Regions from separate parts of the Sus scrofa genome. Here region 1 is linked to region 2. Evidence: chromatin contacts called from public Hi-C data. All regions are on one chromosome and are shown on one strand. Each heading gives the region's core, a stretch centred on a gene start, on an enhancer-like site or on the middle of the called end of the contact. The rest is flanking DNA. Distances are from core to core; before and after follow the strand shown.

Region 1 (5,179 bases), core at 2,360-4,859, 180 kb before region 2:
ACATCACATGATTGCTGTTACTATTAAATAAAATAATGCATATAACCTGGCACACATGGTCAAACTCAAAGTTAGGTATTTTACGGTATTATTTTCACCACTGGAATGTATTGCCAAAGTTATAACGTGACAGAAGCCAGAACACTAGGTTTCCACTTTACATCTATTCAAGAAAAATCTACTTCAAGATAAATACATACTCTTTTAAGAAAACAATCTATTGGAGTTCCAACTGAGCCATAGTGGGTTAAGAATCAGACTGCAGCAGCTCTGGTTGCTGATGAGGTGCACATTTGATGCCGGCCAGGCACAGTGTTTCAAAGGATCCAGTATTGCTGCAGCTGCTGCATAGACTGCAGCTGTGGTTCAGACTCCATCTCTGGCCCGGGAACTTCCATGTGCCCCTGGGTGTGGCCATCAAATTTTTTAAAAAAGAAAAAGAAAACAGTCTATCAGTATTGGTTCTAACCACCAATTTTAAATAGGCTTCATGTCAAAGGTCAATTATTATCCAGTTTAAGGTCACACTTCATCCATGCATTCATGCATTTATTCATCAAGTGTGGGAGTTCCTGCCATGGCTCAGCAGTTAATGAACCCAACCAATATCCATGAGGATGCGGGTTCAATCCCTGGCCTTAGTAGATTAAGGATGTGGTGTTGCTGTGGTTGTGGTGTAGGCCGGCAGCTACAGCTCTGATTTGACCCCTAGCCTGGGAAACTCCATATGCTGCAACTGGGGCCCTAAATAACAAAAACCAAAAAAAAAAAACATCAAGTGTATACTGTGCATAGTCCCCTTCAGGCATGGGTTTAGGTACTGAGGAGTCAAAGTTTGGAGAGGATAGATATGATTTCTGTCCTGAATTTGCTTCCAGTGTGGGATACAGGAAATGGACCAGGAGAAAGAGTAGACAGAAAAGGTTAGAGGAGGAGCAGAGAGTTTGAGGACATCATAAACTTAATGCCTAGAAATTGGAAGTCTCAGCTGCTTTGGAGTTTCGAATTATTTCTTTTTATGTTCCTGGATTATAATATGTCTCCATCCCTCCACCCTGCTATCTGTACTCTCAGGTACCCCTTCTTTTGTGGGTGATGGGGGTGGATGGTGGGCATGTGTTATTCCAATCTAAAATCTGAAGTGGGCTAAATTGCAAGTCCTTTCCTCTTCTCATCCTCAGGGACATGTGGAATCCAGGAGAGGGAAGATGGTGCTGCTGCCAGTGGGAGGAATTGTAAACCATGTGGTTTGCCCATCCTTTGGACTCTTCCATGTAAAATTGAGGTAGGAGGTAGGGGACCACTGATTGGAGGCAGGTGGGGAAATTCCTGGCAAGCAATCTGACTCCTAGAACATGGAGTGGGGAACATACAAGGTCAAGCTTGCTAGTGACTTATAGGGGAATCTGTGGTTTCACTCTAAGGCAGTATGCAAAAATGTGCATTTTTAGGGGGAGGATTAATTCACCAGACACTTGAGCATTAACCAGGGACCAGGTAGTGTTCTAGGAACTGGGAATACATCAGTAAACCGAACTGACAAAACGTATGTGCTGCCCTCCTGGAGCTTACACTCTGCAGAAAGAAGCAGACCACAGATTTCTTCTCCTAAAAGGCTCTGTGATTTATAAGCAAAAAAGAAAAAAAAAAAAAAAAAAGAAAGAAAGAAAGAAAAAAAAAAAAAAAAAAAAAGCAGCTCAGGAATCAAGAAGCTATAACTATGGTCCTCCATATTGTGTAACAGCACCACTTAAGGGGAACCTGAAAAGTCCCCATGATAGAGTCCATCCCTGAGATTCTGACTGGCTGGATCTGTGTTTGGAAATGGATCTTTTGAAGCTCTCACTCATTTTGATCCAGTTCAAATAGATTGCTTCCAAGAAAAGAGGCTGAAGATGAAATTTTCTTCACCAAGAAGAGCCATGGAAAATTGGTCACTTCCTTCTTTTACAAATACTACAAAGCAACGGGATTTTTCATTTCTGGATATCCCAAGAGAGAAGCATCAACATTCCTCTCTTATTTTTATTAGCTGAGAATAGCACCCTACAATCAGAGCTTTAAAGTGTTTCCATGTATGCCTGTATATTTTAAGTTTCGTAAAGGCGAGGAGGGATTATTGGTATCATCTAATTTGAAATCCCAAATGATTCCTAATTTTCTTTCCAAATACTATACTACTACTACACCAAATTTTTATCGTATGCAAGCTCTTCTCCCTCATAATACACCCAAGAACCTAGTGAGGTATTGCTATATGTACTTAATAAGGGAGAAACTAAGGCACTGAGGGGTCCCCGTGCTTGATCAAGGTCACAGAGACTGGACTGGTGGGGATCTAAACCCCAGAGAAAGGCTCTCAACCGTGACCGCTGTGGCACTCCCTCCTTTCTGAGTCCCTTACACTCCCCTTCCTTATTTAGCACTTGCAATCTTTCCTGGGACCAAAGATGAATAAACAAGTTATAAATCACAGAAGAAAAGAAAATGCTTGGGAGACTATCGCTCAGGCCGATTGGGGAGTATTTAGGGAGGGCAGCCTTGATGGTGCAGGCTATTCTTTCAGTCCGCAGCCCTGAAGCACATTCCCAAACCTGGCAGGAACTGAAGCTGGCTCACCCCCACGCCCCCGGGCGGCGCCGAAGGCAGCCCCAAGCCCGGGGCTGAGAATTCCAATAGGTGTCTGCCGCGCCCCCGCTCCCGCGGGCTCCAGGACGCGGGTGCAGATCCCAGATCTGGGGGTGATTCTTATCTCCTAGCCCCGGGCGGGTCCGAAGGCTGCCCAGCTCAGTCGGGAATTTGATCCTGGGACCAATGCCTGGCTCCAGAAATCTCTGCCCACAAGGGAGTTAAAAAGTTAGACCTCTTTTCACTTGAAGACCCGAATCCCCTCTTGCCTTTGGCTTCTTTCCCTGGTCTAGTTTTCCCACGTCCAAAAAAGTTGGTCTCAAAGTTTGAGTGCGTGTGTGTGGTGTGTGTGTGTGTGTGAGCGTGTGACGCTCATAGGGATCCCAGTTGGGGAATCCAAGAGTCCCCTTCCCCAGGGTCGCAGAGACAGGGGCAAGTCTAGTTCCACGACCCAAACCCAAGGGCGCAGTGCAGGCGGGGAGAAGGGGGGGGGCCGACGCACGCCTTTGGGTTTGGTTCAGGGTTTTAGATTGAAATGTGGCGGGGGTCGGGGTGGGGGTTGCAAGGCAGGCGCCCGGGGCTGGGTGACCAACAGCGTGGCCAGCCACTGGCTGAAGGCGGTGGTGAGGCTTAGGCCGTCGTGAGCGCGTGCTTGTGTGCGTGAGTGTGAGCGCGAGTGGTGAGCCTACCCAACCCCCACCTGTTTTAAATGATTTTAAAATGCCAAAACCAAACTGGCCTATGTTTTCAAAAGTTTCAAACAGTTGGAGTAATACACGTGCGCTTCCCCCAAACTCCCGAAAGAAATTGCTGAGCCCAGGGAACTGAAAGAAAAGGAGGAATCAGAGGTGTGTGGTAAGGAGGGTAAATTGCTTGCTCCTGGCGGATCGGTTTTAGGACCCAACGGGAAGCACTTTGGAATCTCTCCCTTCGGGAAGGCGGGGTGGGGCGGGCCGGCTGGCTGGAGGCCGCGGTGCGCATGCGCGCGCGTCTCCTTTCGCCGGCCGCTGCGCTCGGCGGCGCGGAATAGAATGAACTGTAACAAAACAAGCAGAGCCTTTGTATCTGCTTAAAGGGGCCGCTGGCACTTCCCCCCTGTCCCCCAACCCCCGCTTCGCTACCGCGTCTCCTGGGCTCCCAGCAACTGGCTGGAAGGGCTTCCCTCACGCTCAGGAACAACCCGCCAACGAGAAAAGGCGAGCCAGGCGGGCGGCAAAGAGGAGACACCGCATTTCTAAGAGGCGAGAAAGAAAGGAAGGAAGGAAAAAAAATAACCCAAGCGGCGCAGAGTGGACTCTGGTCCGGGAGAGCACGGTCAGGCGCCGGAACGTGGACGGAGAAGCACCGGAATGCAAACAAAGCTCGCGGGCGCCTGTGCAGGGCTCGCGGGGAAGCCCAGAAAGTTTGTTTTATGATGGCTTGAGTGCGCGAGTGTGTGCGGCGAGCGAGGCTGCCAAGTTTCTCTCTCCCGTTGCGTTTTTTGGGGGGAGATGTCTCTCCCATGAACCAGCGAGGGCCTGGGGGGGGGGCTTGTGCTGCGGAGGGACACCTGTCTCTCACTTATTATTTTTTTTGTGGGGGGGAAGAGGGGTGTAACTCATCATGTCAAAAGTGATCCAGAAGAAGAATCACTGGACTAGCAAGGTTCACGAATGCACCGTGAAGCGGGGACCCCAGGGCGAGCTGGGGGTGACCGTGCTGGGGGGCGCGGAGAATGGAGAGTTTCCTTATGTCGGAGCGGTGGCGGCGGCCGAGGCGTCGGGGCTTCCTGGCGGCGGCGAGGGCCCGCGGCTGGGCGAGGGGGAGCTGCTTCTGGAGGTCCAGGGGATCCGGGTGTCCGGCTTGCCCCGCTATGACGTACTGGGAGTCATCGACAGCTTCAAGGAGGCGGTCACCTTCAAAGCCGTCAGACAAGGTAAGACGGGACGCGCCTCCGGAAGGCGCCCCCAGAAAAGGGGAGCGGCCTGTGGAGACTCCCTCCCCCCATCCCCAATTTCCCGCTTTTCTCCGGCAAACCCGGCTTAGAGGGGAAGTTGAGGCCAAGCGCCTTGAGTTGGTGAAATACACAAAGTTGTTGAGAGATTGTAGGTTGTTTGCCCACCTGAGTAGGGAAGAGGGGCTTAGGTTTGCGCGGGGAAGCGCGGAGATTTTTTTCGCAGGTCGGGTTTGCCAACCTGTTATCTCAGCCACCAAGTGCGGCGCAGCTTCTCCCGCATCTGGAGGAGAGTTGGGGAACTGAAGCCGGGGCTAGGGGACGTTCTTCTGGCTCCCTGGGGGGTCGTTACCGCTGGCGCAGCTGCTGCGTTCTTTGGCCGCTTGTCTGTTTCCACCTGGAGAATGGGTACGAAGGAGGGAAGGGTCTTTGCTTATTGGACGTCCCCCATCAGAAAATAACCTTCACCCCGCAGCAGCCCAGGTGGGTTGAGGCATCACTGCCTAGGTCCCAAAGCCCGCTGCCGGAAGATCCTGCATTCACTCCACAGCTGGATGACGCATGTGTCTCCTCCGTGCTGCCGGGCCGCAGGCTTGTGGGTGGCGGTGGGGGAAGAGA
Region 2 (5,436 bases), core at 1,320-3,819:
TGGTTTTCTCTCTGTTGATGCTCTCATTATTTATTTGTAATGATCTGTTCTGTTTCCTCTGTGATGGTATCAACATCCTTGGTTTCTGGAGTTTATGTACAAGAGGGCTAGAGGGGCATAATTTTTGTGGTGATGAGCTTTACTCTTTTTCCCTTTGATTATGTAAAAGGAACCTTTCATCACAAAGCATTTAGAGGCCAGGGAGGTGGCATAAGATGACCCTGGCCCATCTGAGACAGTCAGAACTGGTGGCATGGTGGCTAGACAAAAGAGCACATGCCTATAAAACTGCTAACTCTACTAAAAAAATAATAATAAAGAAAAAGCAACCATCGCTTTGCTAAACAAAATATTTACTTACAAGTGGTTTGTTCAGCCTTCAGGCATCTCTGATAAGCTCTGAAAGCAAGGATTAATATCAAGAGGGTAAGGCCCTGGCTCCCCCAAGCTGCAAACCAGAGTGAGGAGAAGTTGCTTTCTGGGGGTGGCCCTGGCCCCCTGGTCACAGGGCGTGCTGCGACTGACCCTCTCACATCCTCTGAAATGCTGCTGAAGTCAGGACCTTCATTAAGGACAAGCTGTGCCCCTCTTATTTGAATTCTGTCTGTTCCTCTGGAAGGGATGAAAAAATGAGAGAGAAGTAATGAGTAATGTGCGTTACTTGGACAGTGGCTCAAAGACATTATTTGTCATGTCAAACCCAGTTTAAATCTCTGAAGGACAGTCTCCCTTCTGAAAGGAGCTGATGGAAGTGGAACCAGAGGGAAAATTACTCGCTGTGAGCCTGCCGTACACATGTCCTGCTTTTCTCCCCTCGAGGATTCCCTTTGGTGGCACCTGCTGCCTTAGTGGAGGGCACCTTGCAGCATAATTCCAGAGAGACCTTCCCAGTGGCACCTGCCTGAGAATGCCATCACCATGGCGAGTCCCTACAGCTCCCAACAGAAATGTACCCAGAGATCCCTATGGCCCCTGAGAGAACTTCTGTTTTGAGTTAGGGTGGAGGGAGGGAGGGGGAAGACATTCAGACCCTCAGACCCCGATCGACCATCTCTCACTGCCCAGCTGTGTGGCTTCTGGCTTGTCCTTGATCCAGTGTTTCTATTCATCTATAAAGATGACTCTGTCAGTGTGCTTGTTTGTACTTCCCGGATAAGGACTAGATCTAATCATGCATTTAAAGCACATAGCCCAACAGTGGCATGTGGCAGGCATTCAACGAATAATTGGTCCCTTCTGGCCCTTTTCTGCCCAGAGTAAGAGTTTCTTTCTTGCTCTGTACGCTTGAGGACTCCATTTATATTTGTCATAGAGACAGAGAAACTTGGTGTTGGCTCATTTGAGAGTGAAGATGAGTTAACTTGGAAATAGAAGTAAAGTCAATGAGGAGTTCCTGTTGTGGCTCCGTGGGTTAAGAACTTGACATATTGTCCTTTCTTGAGGATTCGGGTTGGATCCCTGGCCTTGCTCAATGGGTTAAGGGCCTGGCATTGCCACAAACTGTGGCATAGGTTGCAGATGGTGCTCAGATCCAGTGTTTCCATGGCTGTGGTGTACACCAGCTGCAGCTCTTACTCGACTCCTGGCCTTGGAACTTCCATGTGCTACTGGTATGGCTATAAAAAGAAAAATAAAAATTAAAAAAAAAAAGAAAGAAAGTCACTGAGAATATAGGATTTGATTTATTCTGATTTCCATGTATGTGTAGTTGGAGATTATTTGTGTAAACACTGAAAAGTGCAGTGTTGTTTCATATACCATGTCATCAAACACAGGAGGAGTTTCTTGGTGGCAAGAGCAGGCCTGAGGTGTGTTTACAGAGGACAGTTTTAGCATCATAATGCTACTCCATGGCCCCTTTTTTCTTACCAGAAGAGATATTCACAGTTATATCCCATAAAGAGATAAAGAGAAGAACGGAATTTGAGGTCAAGGAATGTTCAGTTCCTGCTGGGAAGAAGCAATGATTTCGTTGATCTCCTTTTAGAACTTTGAAACTCCTGTTTATCATCTGTTCATGTTGATTAATAGCAGGATCCAGCCAAGCAGAGTCACAAATCCTCAAGATTAAAAATTAGTTGACTGCAGCAGAGACCCACCGGTGTATTGTCTCCATAACAACTCGCTCATGTTGTTGATGTGAGGCACGGCACTTTCTTATTGCTAATCACACTGGTTAGCTCTATAAATTATAATATCCCTTCGTATCATGTTAACTCATAGAGTAATGAGTTCTCTCTGAAGTCATTTGGAAGCTTCAATTTGTCACAAATTTTTGTTCCTTGGTAATGATTACATTTAAGCTTACCATTATTAAAATATTATATTTGTTATCACCGCTTTAGATTTAATACAGTTGAAAATAGGAGGTTTTTATGAATTTTTACTTAATAGCAGAAATGTGGTGTAGCTTGGCCTATTTTTTCTCTCCTTCCTTCCCTTCCTATTTCCTTTTAAATGCTTGAGGGATATTTTCAGTGTGTCCCTCTTGCAAAGAATGGAATGCAGGTAAAGCAGGACGCACCTGTGGCTGTCCCATCCCTAGTCCGGCAGACTATAGCACCACCTAACCAGCTTCCTAGTGCATTGCATTTTTAGGATTTCAAGAAAGGCATTTTAGGTGCCCCCCCTCCCCCCCCCCCGCTTTGTAGTGGAAGGAAAATAACGTTACTTCCAGCTTTGTAGGTTTTGGCTGAGACACTCATTAATAAATGACAAATTAACAGGGAGAAAACAAACAGAAGTTTAATAGCATCTATGCTTCTTGTATACATGAGAGAGACCTGGGAAACCTGAATAAAATTTCCTGAAATAACCTAAGTAATCCCTTAAATACCTTCTCCAGCTAAAAACAGAAGAAGATGTTGGACATAGTGTGGGCAGGGGAGTCAAATTAACTGGGACCATTGTAAATGAGGGTATGGTTGTTAGGCAGTTTTAAGTCTGATTCTCCCTTGATAAGTGTTCCTGGAGTTCCAGCCATCCTCCTTTTCCTGTCACACATGGAAAGAAATCCTTACAAATGGAGATGTCCTTTATCCATGTAAAATGTCTCTTAAAAAAGGTTAACTCCGTTTTCAGAGCTTCACCCATGTCTGCTGCTTCTTAAAGTGCTCAGCCTAAAATAGTCTTTTTTCCAAAGAGGCATATTTTGGGGTGGTAAATTCTGCTACCCTTCTGATTTTTCCTTCAGTGAAATGCTGGACAGAAGAGCTATAACGCACAGCCTTGCTGATCAGCTCCCTGCAGCACATCCCTGGTGGATGTCAGAGGCCCTGGACTCTGATCTGGCAGGATCCTTGACTCCCATTTTCTCCCATTTGCAGTGGGTTCCAAGATCTCTGTTCTGGTTGGAATTGTGCGAAGATCAACCTTTGTAAATTAGAAAATACATATGAAAGCATTCTGATTTGCAAACCATCCTCGGGTGATAATTACACAGTTTCATCAATTTTTAGAGTTGTTAAAAATGTGAAAAAGAAGATACACCAGAAACCATAGATTACTTGGCTTCCTTTTTGGGTTTGGATGATTCCTAAAATCTCAGTCTCAGATTCTGTGCCTCCTGTGTTTCCTCGCTCCAGGAAACTGTTTTTCCACTCCTCATAAAGACCAGCTCTATTTCCTGTTGTGAGCACTGCTGACCATGATTCTAGCAACTGACCCTAAGAGCAAAGGCCAACTCCCATTGAGAAATAAGGACTGCCTTTCTGCCAGGTCTGCTTGCATGCCTGCAGTGGCCGTGAGCCCCGCTAAGCCCCATTACCTCCGTTTGGTCTGGCTGACTCCCATCAAATGAACAGGGCAGTCAGGTTTTATTGATTTTCATGTGGTTCCTGCATTTTGGGGAGACTTGTTGACAATTTTTCATATGTCACTCCATTAAGAGAAAAGGAAGTCTGGCTCCACAGGAAACTGGAGGTCCCCTTCCATTAGGCATCCTGTGAACTTGAGCACATGTTAGGACTCCCAGAGAAGAGAAGGTACTGTTCCTCCATGCTGCTGGCCGCAGTGGAAACAGGGGAGCCACAAGTTCCCCTGCTGTGTTGAGGATTAATCTCTCTATCTAAACCTATTCCTTCTCTTGTCCCAAACCCTATTCCCCTCGGAATTGAGGAGTATCAAACAAAGGGGGATTGAACCCCAGCAGGGCTCTGTGGGGTCCTTTCATGTCCACTGTTTTTCCTAGGCCTTAGATGAGTTCCAAAGAGCAGAGGCAAGCCGTTACTAATTAGGGAAGTAAGGGCATGCAGAAACCACGGAAAAACAGTCAAGCAAGGAAAGTGATAATAGCTTAAACAATAGTTCAGCAATAAAACAGAGTCCTGGTTCCTCCTCAAGGGATGGATGTTTTAAAGAATTTGTTGTGTATCTTTGAGTTGTTCTGTAGAAACTAAGAACTCCACCTACCCAGGTGGTGGATGGTGACTACATGCAGATTACAGCACATAGAGCTCAGATTGGTTGGAACCAGAAGGTTGATGATGAAGATTCCTGAATCATCATCCTGTTACCTCACCACAAACCAATCAGAACAAAGTCCATGAGCTGCACCCTCACCCCAGATGTTGCCTTTAAAAACTTTTCCATTAAAAGAACCCTTCAATTCTTTTGAGCGTGAGCTGCCCATTCTCTTTGTTTGATGCCTGCAATAAACACTGTACTTGCCTTTACCACAAAGTGGCATCAGTAGATTGGCTTTGCTGCCTAGCAAACTTAGGGTTAGGGTTAACTAACTTAGGGACCTAAATTTGCTTCCATTAACACAATGGGGAGAACTTTCCAGCTTTCAGATCAGGTTGAGACTAATGTGCTCTGTGCATCTTATGGTAGAGGCAAGTTGACCTCTGGAAACTGGACTGTTGAGACGAAGGTTTAGTACTTGATATTCTCCCTTATTCATCTGAAATACTTCACCATAGAGAGGAGCATAGCTTGGTGTGTTCTCCTCGATTCCTTGTTTTCTGTAGCGCTGCAGCATTTCTGTCACTCTATGTGAAGGTGACCTTGTTATTCTGTGTGCAGGGATGTGTGAGAAGGAAACTGCATCAGGCAGCATGCAGTTTGGACTAAATTGGATTGGGCACCTGAGTTCATTGACTCAGTGCTTCGGTAGATACGTGATCGAATAGGACCTTGAGTGTTTGCCACCATCTGCCGTTTGTTTTTAACTTCTGCCACCTGAGAGGGCATATTATAGGGTAGGAGGAGGTAGGCATGGAACATATGCGATATTTAGTCTGTACAGAAAGTTGACTATATAGAAGGGTGTTGATGTAAGTCCTGCATTCCGTTCCTCTGGGGTCTTCAATTCTACTTGCTTTTCTTTTTCTTCTCCCTGACCTGAGAGCTGCATCTGTCAATTTCTGTACTACCCAAGGTGGTAGCCAATAGCCATGAGTGGCTGTTTAAATTGGAAGACAAATGGGGGAGTTC

The links. Hi-C and Micro-C count contacts between places; a contact is called where the count stands out from the background.
Region 1: a contact with region 2 is called in a Hi-C map of liver, with 10 times the contacts expected there. The contact joins the promoter of MAGI1 here to the enhancer-like site in region 2. A contact is called at or near these places in 1 of 5 promoter capture datasets (liver), 3 of 47 Hi-C or Micro-C datasets (embryonic fibroblasts, liver and skeletal muscle) and 1 of 2 datasets of contacts at active chromatin or transcription factors (skeletal muscle).

The regions. Positions count from the first base shown.
Region 1 is chr13:47,566,570-47,571,748 of Sscrofa11.1, reverse strand. It overlaps MAGI1 (membrane-associated guanylate kinase, WW and PDZ domain-containing protein 1), which reads left to right and starts at 3,609. Exons shown (of 22, transcript XM_021070801.1): 1 at 3,609-4,543. The coding sequence starts at 4,231.
Region 2 is chr13:47,384,919-47,390,354 of Sscrofa11.1, reverse strand. All of the region lies in intron 1 of MAGI1 (membrane-associated guanylate kinase, WW and PDZ domain-containing protein 1), which reads left to right. Among named protein-coding and RNA genes, the nearest start is that of MAGI1, 180 kb to the left of the region's middle. Within about 2 kb of position 2,569, at least 3 of the 83 cell types and tissues checked have an H3K27ac peak or open chromatin away from gene starts, as enhancers often do. A contact at or near this core is called in liver, where this site is marked.